Regions from separate parts of the Sus scrofa genome. Here region 2 is linked to region 1. Evidence: chromatin contacts called from public promoter capture Hi-C data. All regions are on one chromosome and are shown on one strand. Each heading gives the region's core, a stretch centred on a gene start, on an enhancer-like site or on the middle of the called end of the contact. The rest is flanking DNA. Distances are from core to core; before and after follow the strand shown. Region 1 holds the start of ORMDL3 (ORM1-like protein 3). Region 2 holds the start of PGAP3 (post-GPI attachment to proteins factor 3).

What was found. Promoter capture Hi-C pulls out the DNA fragments that hold promoters and counts their contacts.
Region 2: a contact with region 1 is called in a promoter capture Hi-C map of liver, with 3 times the contacts expected there. The contact joins the promoter of PGAP3 here to the promoter of ORMDL3 in region 1. A contact is called at or near these places in 1 of 5 promoter capture datasets (liver), 1 of 47 Hi-C or Micro-C datasets (liver) and 1 of 2 datasets of contacts at active chromatin or transcription factors (alveolar macrophages).

The regions. Positions count from the first base shown.
Region 1 is chr12:22,406,143-22,412,890 of Sscrofa11.1, forward strand. It overlaps ORMDL3 (ORM1-like protein 3), which reads left to right and starts at 4,988. Exons shown (of 4, transcript XM_003131498.6): 1 at 4,988-5,137. LRRC3C (leucine-rich repeat-containing protein 3C) reads right to left here and starts at 3,240. Exons shown (of 2, transcript XM_013979562.2): 1 at 2,728-3,240. The coding sequence starts at 2,921.
Region 2 is chr12:22,624,405-22,631,792 of Sscrofa11.1, forward strand. PGAP3 (post-GPI attachment to proteins factor 3) reads left to right here and starts at 6,015. Exons shown (of 7, transcript XM_013979725.2): 1 at 6,015-6,347. The coding sequence starts at 6,167.

The sequences.
Region 1 (6,748 bases), core at 3,738-6,237:
GCCATGCCACCCCGCGAGATGGAAACACCCCAAGGCGGGGAACGCGTCTACTTGAGCAGACTAAGGAGCTCTCAGAGGGCAGGGAGGGTCTGTGAAGGTGGCTCACTCGGTTTTAAAAACACAAACACTTTCCATCAAAAATTTAAAACTAATAATCTCATGTTACACAAAGTTTGAAACTAGAGAATGAAAAAGATCACCCCCAACCCCTCCATCCTAACACAAGATCTGTTTTTATTTTACTGAATTTCCACAGCCTGGTAAAGTAGATGCTCAGATATCATTCAAATGTGGAATGGATTAACATAAGGTGAGACATATGGAGCATGTATTATATGCCAGGAATCGTTCTAAGTGCTTCACGCTTAATGACCCATTTAATCTTCACAACAACATGAGGTAGGCATTAGCGTGAGCATCAACATCCTTCATTTCTAGGAAGTGCAGCACAGAGAGGTTCGGTAACTTGCCTAAGGTCACACAGCTGGGAACTCTAGGAGCTGGGAGTTTACCTTGGTGCCAGGATCTTACCAGTGTTGCTCTCTTTTGTCTCAACATAATGCTTATTGCATGTGCAGGTTTATAAGAACATTTTATTATGGAAAGTTCAAACATAAAAAAGCAGAGAAAATGATGTAAGGAATCTCATATCCCCATTTCCCAGTTTCAATAATTATCTCCTCGGGGCCTGACCTGTTTCTTTTATTCCCGTCCCCCATCCCTAGTGCGGATTATTTTGAAGCAAATCCAGTCACCATATCATTTCCTCCACATTTTAGCAGACACCTCCAAAAGATAAGGAAGATTTTTTTTGTGTGTGTGTGTGTTTTAGGGCCACACCGAGGCATATGGAGGTTCCCAGACTAGGGGTGGAATCGGAGGTGTAGCTGCTTGCCTACATCACAGCCACAGCAATGCCACATCCGAGCTGTACCACAGCTTGCAGCAATGCTGGATCCTTAAACCACTGAGCAAGGCTAGGGATTGAACCCCCATCCTCATGGATACTAGTCAGATTTGTTACCCCTGAGTGACGATGGGAACTCCTGAGTCTTAATTTCTTTTAAGTCTCTCCCTCTCCTTTTTTTCTTCCAATTTTTTTTTTCTGGCTTTGCCTGAGGCACATGGAAGTTCCTGGGCCAGGGATCAACCCACACCACGGCATCAACACAAGCCACTGCAGCGACAACACCCGATGTTCAACCTGCCACATCACAAGGGAACTCCTCCAGTTTGTTTATTTCTTTTTTTTCTTTTCCTTTTTTGTCTTTTTAAGGCCGCACTCGTGGCATATGAACGTTCCAGGCTAGGGGTCGAATCGGAGCTATAGCTGCCGGCCTACGCCAGAGCCACAGCAACGTGGGATCTGAGCCGTGTCTGCAACCTCCACCACAGCTCACAGCAACGCCGGATCCTTAACCCACTGATCGAGGTGAGGGGTTGAACCCATGTCCTCATGGATTCTAGTCGGGTTCGTTAATCGCTGAGCCACAACAGGAAGGCTTCTCCAATTTATTTGTTAAGGGAATGGGGTGTTTGTTTGGTTGACTGCATCCCTGGGGAATGCTCATGAGATTTTACATCCTGACTTTTTCTTTCTTTTCTTTTCTTTCTTTCTTTCTTTCTTTTTTTTTTTTTTTTTTGTCTTTTTGCCATATCTTGGGCCACTCCCGCGGCATATGGAGGTTCCCAGGCTAGGGGTCCAATCGGAGCTGTAGCCACCGGCCTACGCCAGAGCCACAGCAACTCGGGATCTGAGCGGCATCTGCAACCAACACCACAGCTCATGGCAACGCCGGATCCTTAACCCACTGAGCAAGGCCAGGGATTGAACCCGCAACCTCATGGTTCCTAGTCGGATTCATTAACCACTGCGCCACGATGGGAACTCCCTGATCTTTTCATATAACCTAGAAAACATTTTCCCATACTGCCGCATGGTACTCATAATCATTTACTATGTGGCTTCCCATTTTGCCATCCAATGGATAGTACTGTAATGTTTTTTTCTGGGGTATTTAGGTGGCTTTCGGGTTTCCATTGCTATAAATGATGTTGGAACGTCACCCTCAATATATAGGCTGTACTTCCTCAGAACATGCTACCAGAAATGTAATCACGGCTCTGAGGCCTGAACGATTTTTCAGCCTCTTGGCACACAGTTACAGTTGTTTGTCCAAGGGGTTATGCAGTCCCCACACCACATAAGAGCACTGTCAGTGAGTACCTACTCATTCTGAACAATTCTTAGGCCAATTCAAGGCTGAAGGATGTTTGGAGTTCCCATCGTGGCTCAGTGGTTAATAAACCCGACTAGCATCCATGAGGATGGGGGTTCAATCCCTGGCCTTGCTCAGTGGGTTAAGGATCCAGTGCTGCTGTGAGCTGTGGTGTAGGTTGCAGATGCAGCTCAGACCCGGAGTTGCTGTGGCTGTGGGGTAGGCTGGCGGCTATAGCTCCAATTCAACCCCTAGCTTGGGAACCTCTATATGCCACAGGTGCTGCCCTAAAAACAAAACAAAACAAACAAACAAACAAAAGCTTCAAAAAGAGGCCCGAGTTGGAGCGAGGAGGACATGCTTGGGTGAAAGGAATGGGCTGGGGAAGTGCTGGGTGTAGGGAGCAAGAGGCTGCACCAGCCGGGGTCCCCCCACCTCAGATGCCCTTGGGGCCTCAAATGGGCTTCTCCTTCCCTCCTTCCCCACTGCTGCCCACATCCAGCCTCACGTGTTCTCAAGGGCAGCCAGGAGTTGCCTGGGTATCCGGGTCCCCAAGACCTCGACGCTGTGCTTCCTGGACCTGTAGGTGGCCACTTCAAACATCATGTTTTCAGGTAATTTCACTGTCAAACCTCCCTTTGAATCCACGTTGTCTGTAACTCGGAACGGAGCCTTATGGTCTAGAAAGAGAAGGGTAAACATCACACTGAGGCTGACCCAAGACCTCTCGGAAACCCTGCCTGGGGCGCCCTGTCCTGGGCTCCCCTCCGTGATCGCCGCCCCTTCTGAGGACGTCTTCCAGCTGTGGCTCCCCAGACAATACCCTTCTCACCAGGAGTCATTGTGGTCGGAACCCACTCTGCCACCTTCTTACCAAATGACCTTGAATAAGTCCCTAAACCTCTAAATCTGTTTCCTCCCCATAGGAGAATAGGAGCAGTACCTACTTCCTGTGCTTGTGGAAATTAACTAACAAGGCAGTGAAGCACTTAACAAGCGCCTGGGGAGTTCCCACTGTGGCTCAGCAGTAACAAATCCAACTGGCACCCATGAGGACTAGGATTCGATCCCTGGCCTCGATCAGTGGGTTAAGGATCCAGCGTTGCCATGAGCTATGGTGTAGATCACAGACGCAGCTCGGATCCTCTGTTGCTGTGGCTGTGGCATAGGCCGGTGGCTACAGCTCTGATTCGACCCCTAGCCTGGGAACCTCTATGTGCCTTGGGTGTGGCCCTAAAAAGACCAAAAAAAAAAAAAAAAAAAAAAAGGCTGAAGGATGTTTGGTGAAGATGTAGTAATTATGAGGGCAGAGAGCTAGAGAAGAAAGATGATGACAGAGACTCAGGCTAAATTAAGCAGAAAGTGATCCACTATTTACCATGAATGTAGTGTGTGAGTCATTTACTCTGTTCATTCCCATTGTGAAAAAACAAACAAACAAACAAACAAACAAAAAAAACTGACCTGATAACAAAAGCTGTTAATAGCGCACAGCACATCCAGCAATCTTTCTGTTAGACTATGTGTTTGTCGGCCCTTGTTTGTGAGGTGGATCCAGTCTGGGTTACTGAACTTCACAGAGAGTAAGGAAACTGGCAAAGAGCAGAGCCCTGATCAACTTCAGAGAGGCTGGAAGAATCCCAGAGAAAAGGTGAAGGAGTTAAGCAGGCTCACTTCGGGGAGGGGGGAAAGACTTTTTTTTTTTTTTTTTTTGGTCTTTTCTAGGGCCACTCCCTGGGCATATGGAGGTTCCCAGGCTCAGGGTATAATAGGAGCCGTAGCCGCCCGGCCTACATCAGAACCACAGCAACGTGGGATCCAAGCCGTGTCTGCGGCCTACACCACAGCTCACCACAATGCCGGATCCTTAACCCACTGAGCGAGGCCAGGGATCGAACCCATGTCCTCGTGGATACTAGTTGGGTTTGTTGCCGCTGAGCCACAACAGGAACTCTGTTGAGATACATTCTTTTGAATTTGCACAACCTCAGAGGTAGGTTTACACAGGTGTGGAATCAGAGATTAAGAGATGTTATTGGCCTAGGGTTATGCAGGTGGTGAGGAGTGCCTGATAAGTCTACCTGGTAAATCTGTGCCAGGAGAAACCTGTGCTTTAGCCTTTAGAGCCTGCAGATGTGAAAACTACAGACTAGAGACCCTCCCACCCCAAACCACACAGCTGACTTGGGACTGGGACTCAGGGTTGTAGTTATTCAGCAGGGAGTCTTCCCAAGTCACATGTCCTCTTCCCACATCTAATGTGGTGAAGCCCAGGATGTGGCCGGTCCCAGGCCAGCCCGGGTCAGAGGCAACTGAGCAGGAGACAGTCTGCCCACAGACTGCGTTCTCTACCCGCCAGACTCTTATCCTAAAAAACATCGTGAAAAAACCCGCTTCCAGGAGGGCCCAGCAAGGCAAACAGCTAGGCTAGTCGTTTGACGGAGGGCCAGGGCAGAGGCAGAGAGGTGGAATTGAAAATATCTGACTTGGGGTCAGAATTTCTGGGTTCGGGTCCAGCTTGGGGGCGAGCAGGGACCTATGGCAAGTTACTTAAAACTCCAAGTTTCTTCATCTGCAAAACCCGGCAAGAGTGATTTCCACAGGAGCGCGGATGCCAAGGCAGGAATTGTTATGCGCCAAGGCGATACCATCTGAACTTTGTGACGCGCACGTACTATTAAAAACCTCCGTGCGGCCCCAGCGGCCTGGGCTGGAGCAGGGGAGAAAAACTACAACTCCCAGGAGGCGTCGGGCGGGCAGGCGCTGAGCGGTGACGTAATGGGGGCCGGCGCCGGGCGCTGATTCGGCCCGAGCTGCCAGCGGGGTGGCTGCCGCCGCGGGTTATTACAGCTGCTGGAGCAGCAGCGGCCCCCGCCCCCGGGCACCCCTCCCGGGCCCTCGACGTCCGGCCCCGCACGGTGAGTCCGGAGGAGCGGCCTCCAAGTGGCTTAACCGGGAGCCTCCGGGGGCTAGCAGGCGGGACGGGAAAGAAGGTGGGGGCTGTTAAGGAGGCGTCTGGGACTGGAGGGGTCCCGGACTGGCTGAGCGGAGGTTGAGGGGGTGCATCAGCCGAGAAGGGTGCATCACTCGAAGGGATGGGGAAAAGGGCAAGTGGGGACTGGAGGCCGGGGATGGAGCGTCGAGGAGGAGCGCTCGGGCTGGGGGTGGGGGGCGGGGAGCAGCTGGGCTTTGGGGATAAAGGTTTGGCAGCTTCCAGGGCTGGGTGAACGCGGGGGGTGGGGCTCCAGGCCGGGCCAGGCTCCGAGTGAGAGGTCCCAGGCTGGGGAACGGAGCGGAGGCCCCCCATTTCGGCTTGCAGTCTCACTCAGAAAAACCCCAACAATAGTAAGGACTCCGCCTCCTCGCTTCGCCCTCTCCCCTTGCTAGTTAGGGGTTCGCTGCTGTACTCGACATCTTTCCGTTCCCACTGCCCCCCAGAGTCCCGGAGGCAGGGCCAGAGCTGAGAGGTAAGCGAGCGACGGTAGCCCTCCGGGTTAGGGGGTGGGCAGAATGAGAATGGCATTCTGGCGTGCTGCCAGGGACTCCCCGCTGGGGTCCAGGTTGCAGGCTTGGATGCTTTGTGCTCCTCACCCAGAGAAAGATTTGCTGCCCTGACTTGGGGGAGAGACTCGAAAGTGCTCACCTGGCTGCTGGCACTGTGGCCTTGGCTTAGGTGTCTGACAGGCTGGGCAGGGATATTTGTGTTCAGAGCAAGAGGGGAAGAGAGGGAAGGAGTAGGAAAGAACTACCAGCGAGAAAGTGGTTAACAGAACAGAGTTGCTGCAGGCTCTGGTTTGAGGCAGGTTATGAAACCACATCAGGGACTGACGCGAACAGCCACCTGCCAGCTATGGCAGTAGAACTTTTCAGCCTCAGCTGCTGTATGTACACTTTTCTGTCTTTGCCAGCTTCTCCCCACTTCTCCCGTCTGGGCTGGGGGAAGTTGGTTATTTCACTAATGGAAGTGATATGTAGCCTTAGTCACACAGAAGCCTCAAGAGTGCTTCTTGCTGCCTGTCATTTTCTTAGTTTATTGACCTCATCTGTCTGTTGGGGGTGGGGGGGGGCGTCTCCTGGGGTATTCTGCTTTCAGGGCATCTAGTGTTTCAGGCTGCAGAAAGAAGCTTCCCTGGGAATCGGTTAAGTCATAGGTCTGAGTCCTTCCTAGAGTCATCAGGCTTTGTTGGATGCCCTGTTACAGCCAGGAAGGAGTATGGGATGATCTGGGACTCAGCAAGGCTCTTGGCGCTCCTGGGCAAAATACCAGGGAGGGCTAGAGGTCTTGCTCGCTACTTTAACAGCCTTGTAGGTCAAGGTTAGGGAGAAGTGGGGGAGGGCAGCGGTTTCTGGTCAGACTCAGGGAACTCTTTCTCTCTCCTTAGTCAGTAGTTAAGTCCTCAGAGCCCTTACTTCTTAGCGAGTTTCCCCCTCTTCCCCCCCCCAACATTCCACCTGGTGGAAGCATTTGCATGGTAGGTGTCCCAAGAGCTGTGTTAGGGTAACTGAAGCCCTAAGCCCTGGGGAGGTAA
Region 2 (7,388 bases), core at 4,765-7,264, 220 kb after region 1:
AGAGAGCGAGAGCGAGAAGGACCGCAGAGGAAAGAAAGGGGTGACAGCAGGATGGAGGGCCGCTAACCCAGGGGCAGAGGGCGCTGCGGGAGATCCACCTGCAGAGATCTCTGGGCAGCAGGTACCTGGTCAGTGGGCCGTGGAGGTGACCACTGGCCCTGAAGAGGCAGGAAGGGGCTCCAGCATAGAGAGATGACCTCTAAGGGTCAACAGGCTTGGGGCTGGAACCAGCGGCCTGTGAAATGCCAGTCAATCATTGACCAGCCCCCGAGACTGAGGGGCACAGGAGGCTCTGTGTGTGTGTGTGTGTGTGTGTGTGTGTGTGTGTGTGTTGGCATCAGAGGCTCCTCCCCTCTGCCTACCTCACCAGCCAATCTGGGGTCAGAGGACTGAAAACAAACAGAAAAAGGGAGGAGACAGTCCACAGTCCGAGGTCCAGACCAGAAACTGGGGCCTACCCTAGGGGACCTCTAGTCTGGTTCTCTGGGGGAGTGTCTGCAGGAATTAGGTAATTGGAAGGAGTCCCCTGAAAGTAGGCACAAGGCCTCCCTGGGGCCACAGGAGAGTGAACTGCAAGCTTCTGATAAGAAAATCTGTCCCGGAGTTCCCCCGTGGTGGCTCAGCGGTTAACGACTCAGACTAGGAACCACGAGGTTGCCAGTTTGATCCCTGGCCTTGCTCCGTGGGTTAAGGCTCTGGCGATGCTGTGGCTGTGACATAGGCCAGCGGCTACAGCTCCGATTAGACCCCTAGCCTGGGAACCTCCATCTGCTGTAGGTGCGGCCCTAAAAAAGAAAGAAAGAAAATCTTTCCCTCATGGCTGAGCCTGCCCAGTTGTATTCCCACAAGTGTCCTATCCTAATAAATCTATTTCTTGCCTTAAAAAAAAAAAAAAAAAAGAAAAAAGGACGGAAGAAAGGAAATCTGTCCCTCATAAAGGTGGTCTCTTATTTTTATTTATTTATTTTTTTAGGGCTGCATTGGCGGCATATGGAAGCTCCCAGGCTAGGGGTCGAATCAGAGCTACAGCTGCCGGCCTGCACCACAGTCACAACAATGCCAGATCTGAGCTGCATCTGAGACCCACACCACCACTCACAACAACGCAGGATCCCCGACCCACTGAATGAGGCCAGGGACGGAACCCACATCCTTATGGATACTAGTCGGATTCATTAACCGCTAAGCCACGAAGGGAACTCCCTGTTGTTTTTCTTTTTGGTTGTGCCTGCAACATGCAGAAGTTCCCCAGGCCAGGAATCAAACCTAAGCCATAGCAATGACCTGAGCCACAGCAGTGATAACGCTGGGCCCTTAACCCACTGTGCCACAGTGGGAACTCCAAAGTAAATTCCTTAAACTTAAATCAGATCATTTCATTTGCTTCAGTGCTAAAACACCGCACAATGGCTTCCTGCTGTCTAAACTCTTCACTGTGACCTGAGACTAGCTAGAACCTGGTCTTTAGTCTCACAGCCTTCCAGCCACTCAGGCTTCTTCTCTGTTTTTCAAAGATGCCAAGCTTGTTCCTGCCTTAGGGCCTTTGCACTGGCTGTTCCCTCAACCTAGAACAATCTGCCCCCAGGTGTTAGCTGGTCATGCGGGTTTCAGCTCAAATGTCACTCCCCACCCCCACCCCGCTCTTTAGGGCCACACTGGAGGCATATGGAAGTTCCCAGGCTAGGGGTCAAATCAGAGTTACAGCTGCCGGCCTACACCATAGCCCCAGCAATGCCGGATCTGAGCCCCGTCTGTGACCTACACCACAGCTCTTGGCAATTCTGGATCCTTAACCCACTGAGCAAGGCCTGGGATTGAACCCGAAACCTCACGGTTCCCAGTTGGATACGTTTCTGCTGCACCACTTCTCAAATGTCACTTTTTGAAAAAGGCCTCTGACTGCCCAGTCCAAAGTAGCCTCCCCCTCCCTCCCCACTCCCTTATCCTCTTATCCGCCCTCCCTCACTGAGGTTATTCAGTTATATAACTCAACACTTTTGACCACATGAAGTTGACTTAACATTTTTCCTTTTTTTTTTGACTGATGACATATGCAAATGGCACACATTTTTTAAAGTACAAGAATAAAATGTGTCCTTTACTTCCCTGTCACCTAGACACACAGTTCCACTTCTCCCCGGAGGGAACAAGTATTTCTACTTTCTTGTATCTTTCTACATAGTCTCTAAAATAGCAAACATAATATATACCCTCATTTTTTTCCTCATACAAGGTAATGCGTATACACACACACACACATACACGGTTCCATATCTTGCCTTTTATAAGTAGCAAAAATACCATGAAAGTTTTTTTATGTTAGTTAGTACATTATAAATCTGCCCCATTCCTTTTTTTTTTTTTTTCTTTTTCAGGGCCACACCCTCGGCATATGGAGGTTCTCAGGCTAGGGATAGAATCACAGCTACAGCTGCCGGCCTACACCACAGCCACAGTAACACCAGATCCGAGCCTTGTCTGTGACCTACACCACAGCTCACGGCAACGCTGGATCCTTAACCCACTGAGCAAGGCCAGGGATTTAACCTGCAACCTAATGGTTCCTAGTCAGATTTGTTTCTCCTGCACCATGATGGGAACTCCCCTTTTTTCTTTCTTTCTTTTTTTTAATGGCTGTACCCACAGTATATGAAAGTTCCCAAGCTAGGGGATAAAATCTGAGCTGCAGCTGCAAACTATGGCAGAGCTGTGGCAATACCAGATCCTTAACCCACTGTGCCAGGCCAGGAATCAAAATTGAGCCGCCACAAAGACAGCAGAGACAACACTGGGTCTTTAACCTGCTGTGCCACCCTGGGAACCTCTGCCCCATCCTTATTAATTTATCGTCAGCATTTTATTGTAATTACATGGATTTCCCTCAATTTGTGTGATTAATTCCTTTCTGCTGGACATTTAGTCCCTTTCTTTTCTTTCTTTCTTTCCTTCGCTATTGACCATAATGACCAATACTTCTATACATAGCTTTGTACTTACCCATTTTGCACTTCCGTAGGTATACCTAGAAATCCTGTAGGTATACCTAGGAGAGAAATTGTTGGTTAGAGGGTCTATGTAAATTACTGGATTAAAGGGTCTTCTTTTACAGTCTTAGAGTGCTAAGTTACCCTACCTAGTGGTCATACCAATGTGCTCTTACATGAGCAGTGAAATTGTCCTAGACTTGTGTTTGATACTCATTAATTGCCTGTCTCCTTTCTCTGACCATGAGAAGGATGGTGCCTTGTTCACCACTGTTCCCAGAGACTTGTACGCGGTAAACTGCCATAAATATTGGATGACCTAGGACTCCTCCTTGTAGATCATCCCCCAATTTTTGTTCTTCTAAGAATAGGGTCAGTTCGCCTATGATCCTTCAGTACACATAATGCTTGCTTTGTCTCTCTCCTCCCTGGACTGGGAATGATTTTTGCTTCATCCTTTTTTTTTTTTTTTCCCTAGTGGAATGACTGACACCTGAGTTGATGGAATGAATCAATGACTTTGCAGGCCATTCCTCACCTGAGAAACCAAAGGCAAGTTAAGAAGCAGATTAAGCTGAGGGGGCTCCAGGGGGAAGGAAGGGGGAGGGTCTCTGGGCTGAAAAGAGGGGAGATGGAGAAGCCTGGTAATTGTGTAGGGTTGTTCTGGCAGGAAGAACTCTCACAAGATGTCCCAGAGAAACAGCACTTCATCTCCCACCAGGACAGCATGACAGATGTCTGTCTCCACTGCCCTCTCTACCTTTAACCTAGGATTGTTTTCTCCATCAGGTGGGTAGCCATGGGTTTTCAAGAACCTGTGAAATGTTTGAGACCTGAATGACTGTTCAATGTTGGCTCCAAAATATGATAAGAAAACTACAAAAATATTTTATTAATTGTGTACAAATGTAACAATTTGTAGCAGTTTACCGGGTACAATTTACAGCAACTCAATTCAACTATATATAGTTATTTATAAATTTTATTGAATGTGGTCATTGCCACATCTTAGTATGTTTCACATAATGTAGAGGAGGCTTCCAAAATTGGAAACTTTAAAGTTCTAAAAAAGCCCTGTTTCTACCTCAGAGTTCTCTTGAAGGGAGAATCCCTGCTTTGTCAGTATTTTTATCCTCTTGAATTTTAAATTTCCTCATCTTTAAATAGGGATCCTCAAAAAGGATTCATCCAAGAATTACAGTAAGGACAAAACAAAATAATGTATTATTTTTAAAAATGGATCTATCACACAACATTGTAAATCAACTATACTTTCAATTTAAAAAAAAAAAATTTTAAGAAAAAGGAAAAAAAAGAACTGCCCTATCAGATGCAAAGTAGTATTAGCACTCAATTTTTTTCAGGTCAGCTCCTGGAGGGAGGGCTGAGGTTGTTTTGCTCATTTCAGCTTCCCAATCTATAGCAACTGGGTGCTCAACTCCCTGGGACACTATTCATGTTATATTTAACTGGAAAAGGCACCATTCACAGAAAAAGTAATGTGAATGGGGCACCCCTGAGTGCCATTCACAGAACATACAATATGAATGGTGCCTCCCGGAGATGTGCTTTGCCTACCTTGGTGCGAAGGGCCTAAGGCTCAGGAAACGTTTGCTGAACGGTGTGAATGAATAGAATCCAATTTTACTTTCGGTTCATTCCATCTCCCAAGATAAAAAGAAAAAGTTGGCCAGGGGTGGAGAGAGTGGACAGGAGGAAAGGCAGTCATTAATCTGCACCCACACTAATTATGCATCTAGCTATAAGGCGTCGGTGCTTCAATCAGACGGGTTGTGTGCTTGTGCTGGGGATAGAGTGGGGAGGAGGGGTGATACTAAAGCAAACGTCCTCCTATTCCCAAAGATCCTCCTCTTAATATTCCTTGAAATACTACACCTCCCTCTCCTACCTCAACGTCATCTGAATCACTCTGGTGATTTGACAGCCTTGGTTTGGCACACAAATTCTTACGCCGAATTACGTTATTCATTCACTTAAAAACAAACAAAAAAACCGCGTTCTTAGCGAGCGCCTACCCTGAGCCAAATTCTCTACTAGTACTGGTAGTAGAGTAGTAAAACAAGACAGCAGAGGTCCTCACTCTGCCAGGGAAAACAGACCACTGTATATCACCTTCCAGGTGTTATCACCCTCAGAAGTAGTCTTTATTTTGAGACTAGAAAAATCAGCAGGAGTGGGATTAAGAGTGATACAGACGGGGTAAAGCTAGGGAGCTTGAGAGACATGGCCCCTTGAAGTGGGTCAGAGGCAGAGTAGTGAGGGAGACCAGTAGGCAGGAGCCAGATCCTGCAGGGCTTGTGGAGTTACGATTTTATCCTGAGGTAAGTGAGAGCCTGGAAAGAATTTTAAGAAGGAAAAAGTGAAATGATCAAAATTGAATTTTTGAAATTGGAGCATGGGCTGGAGGGGGTTTAAGTAGAGGCAGGGAGATGTGTTAAAAAGCTACTACAGCTGCCTCGGTGACAGATGCTGATGACTTTATTTTTTTATTTTTATTTATTTTTTTATTTTTGTCTTTTTGCTATTTCTTGGGCCGCTCCCGCGGCATATGGAGGTTCCCAGGCTAGGGGTCGAATCGGAGCCGTAGCCACCGGCCTATGCTAGAGCCACAGCAACGCGGGATCCGAGCCGCGTCTGCAACCTACACCACAGCTCACGGGAACACCGGATCGTTAACCCACTGAGCAAGGGCAGGGATCGAACCCGCAACCTCATGGTTCCTAGTCGGATTCATTAACCACTGCGCCACGATGGGAACTCCCTGATGACTTTAAACAGGGTGGTGGTGACAGTGGAGAAGGAGAAAAGTGGACAGTTTCAGGTACATTAGGAAGTGGAAATCCGATAAGGCTGGGAACCGAAAAACAGCCCCAGTTCAAATTAAGAGACCCCGGAGAAAAAAGAACACGGATGTTGATAAAATACAACTTTATTTTGCTTCTTAACTCACCTGGCGTCTCCCTTCCCTAACCCTTTCGCACGTTTTATGCAGATAAGAATAAGACAGGAGGCGGGGCAGGCGCCCAGAAAAATCCGGGAACTTTTATTTAAACTAGGGTGGACGTCAGCGGAGAGTTTGCGAAAGAACACAAGGCACTTCCGGCTATCCCGGAAGTGAGAGAACTTAAGTTCCTCCGCCGGCGGAGGGCCAGGGTGAAGGGATGGCCTGGCGGACGGCGCGGCTGCTGCTGCTAGCCGGAGCAGCCGCACTAGCAAGCGGTTCACAGGGCGACCGAGAGCCGGTGTACCGTGACTGCTTGCTCCAGTGCGAGGAGCGGAACTGCTCCGGGGGCGCACTGAAGCACTTCCGCTCCCACCAGCCAATCTACATGAGTCTAGCAGGTAAGCCCCACCCCGCGGTAGACCCCGCCCATTTATCTTGGCCCCGCCCCTTCGCCCCCAGTTGCTACCCCTGCAGTGTGTGTTTTCGTTCCTCCCCTGAATCCATTATGAACATAAGATGAGTGGAAGCTCTGGTGATCCTCATCAGCCAGGAGCTTCATTTACTTTTTCTTACTTAGTCAAATGGGCATTTACCACCTCCTGGGTACAAATCCCTGGAATGACACTGAAATCAGACCAGGGTCCAGCCCTTAGGGACTTTGAGTCCCTACCTGGGACTTCAGCCTTCTCAAATACAAGGAAGAGGACAATTTATTTTTATTTATTTATTTATTTATTTATTTTTAGGGACGCACTTGCAGCATTTGGAAATTACCAGGCTAGGGTTGACTTGGAGCTGCAGCTGCCGGCCTATACCACAGCCACGGCAATGCCGGATCTGAACAGTGTTTGCAGTCTACATCACAGCTCATCACAGCAGGATTCTTAACACACTGAGCGAGGCAGGGATCTAACCCACGTCCTCATGGATACTAGTCTGGATGAGTAGTGAGCCAGGATGGTAATTCCTGCAGAGGACGATTTGAGCCCTAAGCGATTAAGCAGTAGGAGCATGTAGGGGAGGGAGGAATCATTTCTGGCTTTGAAAATGTGGGGGCAGTGATTGTTTTGGAACATTCTGTAAAGGAAGGGCTTCCAGATGGATACATTAAATTTAGATCTGTGGCCATAGTGGGCACTTATTCAGTTAATTTTCACAACAAACCTTTGAGGTCGATTCTCTTAACCTGATTTTTATAGATGGGAGACTCAGAGAGGTTTAGTGCCCCGCCCAAAGTCACACAGCTAGTAAGTGGTAAAGCAGAGTTTTCTGTTCTGGCTTGTTTGACTACAAGTGTGTTCTCTTTACTATCCGCTTTGCATGCCAGACAGAGGAAACAGAGAGTGGAGGCCCTGGGCAGATATGGGCACATCCAGCAGCTTGGTTTACTCAGGGAGCAAGGTGCATGAAAAGGAGCAGTGGGAAATAAAGTTAGAAAG